Regions from separate parts of the Bombyx mori genome. Here region 2 is linked to region 1. The links are chromatin contacts, called in public Hi-C maps. All regions are on one chromosome and are shown on one strand. The core of a region is the stretch at or near the end of the contact, and the rest is flanking DNA. Distances in the headings are between cores, read along the strand shown.

Region 1 (4,451 bases), core at 867-3,366:
ACCAGATCGGGATGGTGACCCACTGAGGAGATCCGACGAGAAACTCCGTTGGTTTTGTCTATGGGTTAGTTAGTTCGACGAGGACGGTGAACGGTGCTTCAGGGGCCTAAAAGCACCGAAATTGGAGTCGACAAGACATGTTTCGAACTTAGCGTTGTCCCGTCGCCTGGGTTGAATAGGTAATTACGGCTACCTTAATAAGACGATTATCGTATAGCACCGCTTTGTCTAAGTAGCGTCGCGGTGAAGCTACTACAACCCATCGAGGCTATTAGCAATAGGGCTCAGTGAATTTGGCTCCCTATTTTTTGATTTTCAGATTTTTTTTATTTTTAATTATTTGTTCGTCATTTGTTCGTTAATGTTCGAATGTGAAAATTGTTTGTCCGTCTTTTATTTATTTATAATTAATTAAACAAATGATCACCGTTAAGTGGGCCCCTTTACTAGATATCTTTATTTTTATCGCTCAGATTAATTCATTTTGATCAATTGAGTCGTCTATTATCAAAGGTGGCAATCTGTGCATTTGGACAAAAAAATATTATTGATATGTCGATACAGATTGATTTGAATATAATCGTCTCCTTCAAAGAATACGGTTCAAAACCTGCATTAAATAAAGGTTAATACTTAACCTGTCATTTATCTAACGGCCTGGCCACGGGGATCGGCGGTGCGAACAGCGAAGCGGTGGGCGAGGCGACCATTCGCGCAGCACCGTTTGCAGGCCACGGGTACTCACGTTCGCCGCCGCGACTAGTAAGGAAGTCCGACAGCGAAATGTCTATATCGAAATTATCTCGATATTGCTTACAAATTAATAGTTTTTTGGTTCAGGACCTATTATTTGGAAAAGATTGTGAAGTACATGATTTGAATAAGAATCGGAGTATACCTATAGATGGAGAATTCCACAAGAAGTACGAGAAATACTTTGGGTGGCTAGACTTCCAAATAGCTGGTCTAGCTAGTATTTCAGCTATTTTATTTTTTTATTGCTTAGATGGGTGGACGAGCTCACAGCCCACCTTGTGTTAAGTGGTTACTGGAGCCCATAGACATCCACAACGTAAATGCGCCACCCACCTTGAGATATAAGTTCTAAGGTCTCAAGTATAGTTATAATGGCTGCCTCACCCTTCAAACCGAAACGCATTACTACTTCACGGCAGAAATAGGCAGGGTGGTAGTACCCACCCGTGTAGACTCACAAGAGGTCCTACCACCAGTAATTACGCAAATTATTATTTTGAAGATTTCATTTTTATCACACGATGTTATTCCTTCACCGTGGAAATCAATCGTGAACGTTGAGTGTTGTTGAGTACGTATTTCATTACAAAAATTGGTACCCGCCTGATATTCGAACACCGGTGCATCGCTCAACACGATTGCACCGGACGTCCGTTAGGCCACGACGACTTTAAAAATATAAAATAAAAAATAAATAAAAAATATAAAAATTTCGGCGTTAATTTTTCGCGGCGAAAACAACTAAACTCATTTAATCACTGCACTATTCGCCGCGACTACCGCTCGACTCCGTGGCTTGCGCCGTCCGTATTCATGCATTTGTTTTGCTCGCCCGCCGCATCGCGCGATTCGCTCGGTACATTTCGCCGGTCGCTTCGCCGGTCGCCGGTGCGCGTGGCTTGTTAGGTACATTTCTATGCGCTTGTTTTAGTCGCTAGACGCTTCGCCGTTCGCACCGCGCGAATATTCGCATCGGCGAATGTCCCGTGGCCAGGCTGTAAGATGTCGTTCAGAAGAGTTTTGTGACTGCCAATGGAATACAAAATCAATAATTCGTTTTTCTGATTTACCAATAATTGTCCAAAAGTCACATTGCCGGCTTTGATAATAGTCGACTCAATTATTGTTTGTTCGACGACTATTGGTGATTGATCGATTATCGACATTAACGAACAAACGACGAACAAATAATTAAAAATAAAAAAAATCAGAAAATCAAAAAAAGGGGGGCCAAATTCACTGAGCCGAAATAATGTTGAAGATGAATGTTTGAAATATTGTTAATCACAATATATAGTAAGTAATCTATGCTACCAAATTTGCAATGCTACCAACCTAACATCCCGCCGCGCGACGCAAAATTTTTACTGATAATTTGACAAAAAATCTATGTTTTCTGTTTAATTTTGGCAATGACTGATTTAAAATACAAAAGATATGAAAAATCTTTGGGTTTGCTCACAACTAAATTTGTTTCATTATTACAGAAAGCAAAAGACGGTGTTTTGGATTTAAAAATTGTGAGTAAAGCTTGAGTCGTCTTGATCTGTCAAAGTGTTGGGCACCAAAAAATAGTAATTTAAACTTTTCTAATAACCACGTTTTTTAGGCTACCAATTTATTGGCTGTTAGACAAAAACGAAGAATATATGATATTACTAATGTTTTAGAGGGAATTGGTTTGATTGAAAAACGAAGTAAAAATAGCATTCAATGGAGGTTTGTAATATTTTATTGTGTTGTTAATATTAACTTAAATAGTTGATGGGTCTGGGTTTGTCTTTTTAATATGTTATTTTAATTATTTAACATTCTATAAGAGACTCCTTATATCTATCAATAAAAGAAGAAGCTTTGGTATTCAGTATTAACTTTTAATAGGATGATAATCTTAAAAATGAAGACCTCTCAGAATGTATTTAATTTAATAATTTGTATTAAAAACATCACTAAAATATAAAAAAAATTAGGATTTTGGTGGCCAAATAGAAAAAAGGATGTTGCTCTATTTGTAGAGTTCTTTTATTCAGAGATAATCTGTTTATTTATTGCATTGACTGGTCAATGAGCTTCAGACTCAACTGGTATTTAGTGGCTACTGGTTCAGTAACCTAGAACATCTAATGTAAATTGTAAAATTGTATAGCAAAATGACTATTACACTCATGAAACCGTTACAGCAAACAATTATGTTGTACGAATGTAATTGTGATAATTTTGTGCTTTTAAATTGACTTAACATAATTTCATTTTAGTAAAATATTTATTTATTTTTATTTCAGAGGAGCAGGTCCCGATTATGATAAAAATGAAATTGGTAAAAAGGTAATGGGATTAAGAAAACAATTAAGCTATTTGGATGAACATGAAAGATTATTAGATAGGTTTGTTTATTTTAATCCTAATTAATTTTCAATTTAGAATGAAGTTTTGCAATGTAATCTTACTTATTTTAAAGATAAATATAATGCTAGTTTTCTTTATTATATTGTTGTATTTTATGGTTGAAAAAACATATTGTTAAGAGCTGAGGCTTAAGATAATAATTCTGCTTTCACTTGAGACATGTTTCTTAACAGTTCTCAGACAATCATAGAAATCAAAATCCCAAAAGTAGTCATAGAATATTGTTCCATACTCTCTAATACCTGTGTGGTGCATTGTGCACCAGTATTCATTGTCGCATATCTGCTACTGTATTAGGTTGTGCTCTTATTTATAACTGCGATCACTATTGTTCTAATGTTTGCTACTCTTTAACTCTTCAGTGCACTTTGCCCTAAGTTGCACTCTTACCTGGTTATATATGCCACAGCATATGCAGCAACACAGTCAAAACATCATAGATAGTGCTATACAATCTTTTTATAAAATATGGAACAATCTGTCTATTGTTTATTTCCTACTAGATAGTGTTCAGCATTAGTTTTTGTCTGTTTGTACTATTTATTAGTGCCTTTATTGGCCAAAAGATACCTCACTCTGTATGGTCATAACACATAAATACCACAATTTTTTCTATGATAGAAAGGACCCTAGAATAATTCATATTATTTAAATATTTGTATAAAGAGATGTTGAGACAAAATTATTGGCCTTCAGTGTTCCATTATGACCATGCATTTAATATGTTCCAGGCGATTACAGTGGATTAAACAAAGTACGAAAAATGTTTTAGACGAACCAGACAACCAAGATATGTGTTTTGTCATGGATACTGAAATCCAGCAATGTTTTCAGAATGATCTAGTTTTAGTTTTAGAAGCACCATTGGGTGCAAATTTATCTATTGGAACACAACCAAATAAGGTCAGTATTACAATATTATTGATAATGTATTGAATAGTACTCATACAAAATTCAATGAATGGTAGTTCAAGCTCTAGAACATTTTTAACTCTGCTTCATTTTTAACTCTGCTTATATATGATTATAAACTAATGTAAACTAAACATAAATTTTAATTAATTTCTTCATATTAAAATTAATTATGTTCTATTTCTATTTTCAATTGGTACACTGTGATTAATATCATTAGATGATTCTTGTTTGTCTGATGGTTGTCTGGAAGAGATTGCTCTTAGCAATAAGACTATTGTAATTTTGCATTTGTTCTGTTTTCATATTGGTGTACAATTATCATACATTAAGTAAAACTAAGCTTGATTGTCAGGTGATCATACACTTATTCACTT
Region 2 (5,065 bases), core at 1,142-3,641, 140 kb before region 1:
ACCAGGATGGCCTTAACACAGAGATATAACATAATAACAATAACTACACTATTATTGTTACAAGCACAAATTATGTATATATGTAGGAAAAAAATGTTACAAAGTAGGTATAAAAAAAGTTATACAAAGAACTACTGAGGAAACCAGAATGAAAATTTTAGTGTATACAAAAAAAAATTCAGTTAAATAACAACTAAACAAAACCTGTAAATATAAGCACTGTTCCTAAATACATAACTGTACTTTTGATTGTGTTAGAGAAGATTTTTAGTGTAATATCTTCAAAATTGGTAAAATTCTTATTTACTCACATTTAATTTTTCCATAATTTTAACAGCACCCTGCAGTTGTACTCCCTCAAAGGTCATGAATGAAGTTTCAACCTGCAAGACAAGTCATTATTAATAACTTAACAAGCAATAGTCCTGAAACAACTATGTTTAAATGTTTATACAACATTGTTAAAAAAGGGGTATAAAGTAAAATTTATCGCAATGTCCAGTTGACACCAATTTTTCACCCTAGTGGGCATCAACAAATACATCACTTAAAAGATCTAGAATAAAATTGTACTAACACATGGTAACACAATTCTAAAAAGGACATATTTAAATTACACTTAAAATAGAGGCTTTGTATCGTTTCTTCAGTCTAAATTCTACGTAATTGCTTTATATGAGAAGCCGAGTTTCGCAGTCGGTAAAACCAGACGTTAACCTCTAAACAAAATTTAAATTGTAAAATACTATTTTCAAAATGTGAGAGAAGGGAAGATAACCATAATATAATAAAAATAACGGTACAGTAATAATACTCACATTGTACATATTAACAAGATTTGCCCGTTGAGCCGGATCATCGAACAATGTGTAATATTGTTGCACAAAACCTTTACCGATTGCATCGTACTGCGGATTGAGCGCCATTTAGATTAAGATGTGTCTATTTGTCACTGTAAAAGATTGATATCTTTGAATATACTAAAAAATTGAATAGGAAGGTGTTCACTTAACTTTATTTAAATATTAGGCGTCTACACACCACCAACAAAAAGCCCAATTCCAGCCGAAAAATTCAAGATGTGACGAACTGACGAAAAGGGGCTTGAAAATTTATTCTGCTTGTTGACAGTTATGACATATTTTTTTTTAATGATTCTGAATGTAGTGTCTAAGAGGTATAAGATCATACAACACTACTATTTTCTACTAAAGCTGAGCTGTTTCCACTATTATGGATTAAAAGTATTAAAATCTAATGCTCTGACGTACTTTTTAGGAAAATCCTGTAATATATTTTTCAATTGTTATTAGAAAATAAGTCAAACTTGATCCACGTAATTCTTCAGATTAAAAGTACATTTCTTCTTCTTCGTCGCTTCCTCATTACTGTGGATCATGAGTCGTGACCACCTTGGTCTAATTGCACTAGTTTCCTACAATGCTGCCTGCATTTGGCCTGCTGAATGGCACCCGGAACGCTGGTGTTTGTGGCTTCCTTGGCAATGTCCGTCCATCTGGTTGGCAATCTTCCTCGAGCTCTCTTTCCTTCCACGTGACCTACAATTATTATTTTTTCCAATTTGTCAAGATTTCGTCAGGTCACGTGTCCGAAGTACTTGAGGAGATGCTGCATACAGATCGTAGATAGACAGGTCTTGACGTTTAGCTCCGAGAGAATTGATACATTTGTTCGGCGCTCCGTCCATGATACGACCAACATTTTGCGCCAACATCACATTTCAAATGCGTCAATTTTCAATCGGATACGGGCCTTGAGGGTCCACGTCTCAGAAGCGTACGAGAGTATGGAGAAGATAAGGGTTCTCATGAGCTTTATCTTAGTTTTTTGTTTATGTTGCGATTTCTCCAAATCTTCATAAATTTGATTCAATTCTTAAAAAAAAAACCAAGACTATTTCATTACAGCTTTCAGTATTTTTTAAATTGTAAAAAACAATCAAAAGTCACCGTCCTGTGAGACCTTTTGGCGGGAACGCGAAGAGCGAAGTTGTGTGAATTGTTTTAATTTGTCTATTTAGTATTTCTTTAGGTTTAAATGTGTAATAACGGTGGTTAATTATGAACTATTTAGTATTTATGAATATGCACAAATGTGGGAAAATGAAATAAAACTGCTGGGCGCAGCTTCTCGGGATCTACTGAAAAGTTCACTGAAAAGTCTTAATAAATATCTAACCACTATTTTACTGAGATTATATTTTATCCCATATCATCTCATCTTATTTCATTTAATTTCATCTCTATTAATGAATATCTCCAGTTAATCAACTTAAATTCATTTAGCTTCATATCATTTCCATGAAAGAGAATCTATAATTTATGAATAAACATATCGTATGATACCTTCGTCTTTATACTTGGAAAAATGGAATTACTACATACTAGGTAGGTACGGTACTACTTACTACTGTCAAGTACCGTACTGTCACTGTCATTTCTGTTTACTTTTCAAATTAACTATTGCAAATATTAGTCGCCGTAGGTACATAGGTAGGTAAATCATTTAGTTTTGGGTACAAACTATTGAAGTTTAATGACATCGCTGACTAAAAAATCAAATTAATATCTATAATGTATACTAAATGAAATATACTGTATAGCTGTGAAAGTCGATTTGAGTAAAAAACTGTAATAATTGTAGAATATTACAGAATACAATAGAAACAGAACAAGCTCACACATAAACTTAACACTCAGAAAATCAATTTAGTTCTACAGAAGCATGTCTCTAGCTGACGAATTACTTGCTGATTTAGAAGAAAATGACGATGGTGAACTCGAAGCTGCTATCGAGAGCAAAACCAAAGAAGAATACGACTTTGCAGTTCCATATCCCGTCTTACCTAAAGAAGAAGAAATCAAGAATGTCTCGATAAGAGAACTCGCGAAACTAAGATATTCTGATCGTCTGAAACGTGTATGTATTTAATAAAGTTTCTTGAAGAACAGTTTAAATATAAATTACAATTTTTCATGTAAACAACTTTTAGGTTATGAGTGAAATAGAATGTAATGCTGGAAATAACAGAAATAAGGTTGAAGTTGCTGGCTTAATGGAGTCTGACCCTGAGTATCAACTGATTGTGGAAGCAAATAATGTTGCTGTTGAAATTGATGGTGAAATAGGTATGCATTCCAATCTCCATTTTTCATGTGTTGATTTGTTTATTAAAACAGTTTCAGAGAATTGAACTTTTATGATTGAACGTAGTGTTAATAGTTCTCTTTTCATGAAATTATTATCTTGGTTGTCTAATTATTACTGCTTACAATATTAAAGTCAAGAAATGCAAATTTTCAGCTATTATTCACAGATTTGTCCGTGACAAATATCAGAAACGGTTTCCTGAATTGGAATCTCTAATCATCACTCCATTGGAATACATAAGGACAGTGAAAGAACTTGGCAATGATTTGGACAGGGCTAAGAATAATGAAATATTACAGAGTTTTCTTACTCAGGCCACTATTATGATTGTTTCTGTTACTGCATCTACAACTCAAGGGTTAGCTTCTTATTTGTTTTCTATTTGTGGTCTATTTTGTTTGCTAATATAAATCAATGCACTCACTCTGAGAAACATCGTGCCACATGTCATTGCAACGCGAGAGCATTGGTATCGCAGAATTCGACTGATACATGACCACAACCACTCTGTTAAGACTGTACGACTAGGAAGAAGAAAGAATAAATGTAAATAAAAATGTAGAAATGCAACATTTCAAATTCATTTAAATTATTATAGTGGACTAGAGTACAAAACAGGGACTTTGAAGATTTATTTTGATGAACATTTTGTGTAAAATAGTTACTTATTAAACAACTCAATCATTTGACAGGAAATTACTAAGCCAAATTGAACTAGAAGAAATCAATGAGGCCTGTGATATGGCAAGTGAGCTGAACAATTTCAAATCGCAAATATATGAGTATGTTGAAAGTAGAATGACTTTTATTGCACCAAACATAACTGCCATTGTTGGTAAGTGATACATTCTGTTGCCTATAATTACTAATATAAATTCTATTTAACACTCCCAAAACGATTAGTGGTAACAATTGTGCAATCACCCTTAGCCAACTGCAATTATTCCCCTCATCATATAATTTCCAAAATAGCAGAGTATTAGAAGGACCAAATGCCTCTTTCTGCATTTTTTGAGCCTGGCAGATTGTAAGTGCATCAGAACTCTAAATTGTAACCCTTTTAAAATAACATTTGCTTGGCAAAGTAGAGAAACGATCTGTTGTTAGAACGAGATGTTTTTTCTGTAGCAATTTATTCCCTTTTTACAATGCTCAGGAGGTCTGACCTGTCTGGTAGTTTGCACTCTGTTCTTGTCCATCATTGGATGGCCTTATTTATACTAAAACTATATCCAAAAATTTGTTGAGAGTGCTCGGGTTCTACGTTTAACAAGCCACCCTCCAATGGTCTAGACATTAAAATAATTTAACTAATCCCCCTCGCGACAAAATATTTAACCATATTGATATATTGGTAGTTGTTAATCAACTACAATAGAATATTTCTTAAATGAATGTGAGCATATTAAATGAATACTTTTTCTAATTGAAGGGTATGTGTGAATGAGTTCAGAATTATCCTGGTGATAAGTGGTTATCGAAGCCCATAGTAAGCACAATGGCACCACAAGCTCTTAGTTATATTTTATAACCCATCACACCATCCAAGCCAGAACTTAACTGCTTCATGGCACAAATATCCAAAGACAATGAAAACTACCCATGCGGGCTTACAATATGTTGTACCACCTGCGAATTTCTATCAAAACTATGTATTTCAGGAGCATCAACAGCAGCAAAAATCCTTGGTGTGGCCGGTGGATTGTCTAAATTATCAAAGATGCCAGCGTGTAATGTGTTACCTCTCGGGCAACAGAAGAAGACACTGTCAGGCTTCTCGCAAGCAACAGCTCTACCTCATACTGGGTTCATTTATTTTTCACAAATTGTACAAGATACAACACCTGTGAGTAATTTGAATATGATGATAATATAATATGAAAACATATTTTTT

Evidence for each region. Hi-C and Micro-C count contacts between places; a contact is called where the count stands out from the background.
Region 2: a contact with region 1 is called in a Hi-C map of posterior silk gland, with 2.3 times the contacts expected there. The contact joins the promoter of LOC101745122 here to the promoter of LOC693080 in region 1. A contact is called at or near these places in 2 of 7 Hi-C or Micro-C datasets (posterior silk gland and whole pupa).

The regions. Positions count from the first base shown.
Region 1 is chr10:12,642,686-12,647,136 of ASM3026992v2, reverse strand. LOC693080 (E2F transcription factor 4-like protein) reads left to right here and starts at 2,116. Exons shown (of 7, transcript NM_001046833.1): 1 at 2,116-2,276; 2 at 2,366-2,475; 3 at 3,039-3,140; 4 at 3,894-4,065. The coding sequence starts at 2,169.
Region 2 is chr10:12,784,604-12,789,668 of ASM3026992v2, reverse strand. LOC101745122 (U4/U6 small nuclear ribonucleoprotein Prp31) reads left to right here and starts at 2,391. Exons shown (of 10, transcript XM_004923189.4): 1 at 2,391-2,513; 2 at 2,734-2,940; 3 at 3,014-3,149; 4 at 3,325-3,529; 5 at 3,864-4,006; 6 at 4,833-5,017. The coding sequence starts at 2,746. It overlaps LOC101745365 (probable nuclear transport factor 2), which reads right to left and starts at 1,184. Exons shown (of 5, transcript XM_004923190.5): 1 at 1,042-1,184; 2 at 819-952; 3 at 312-383. The coding sequence starts at 926.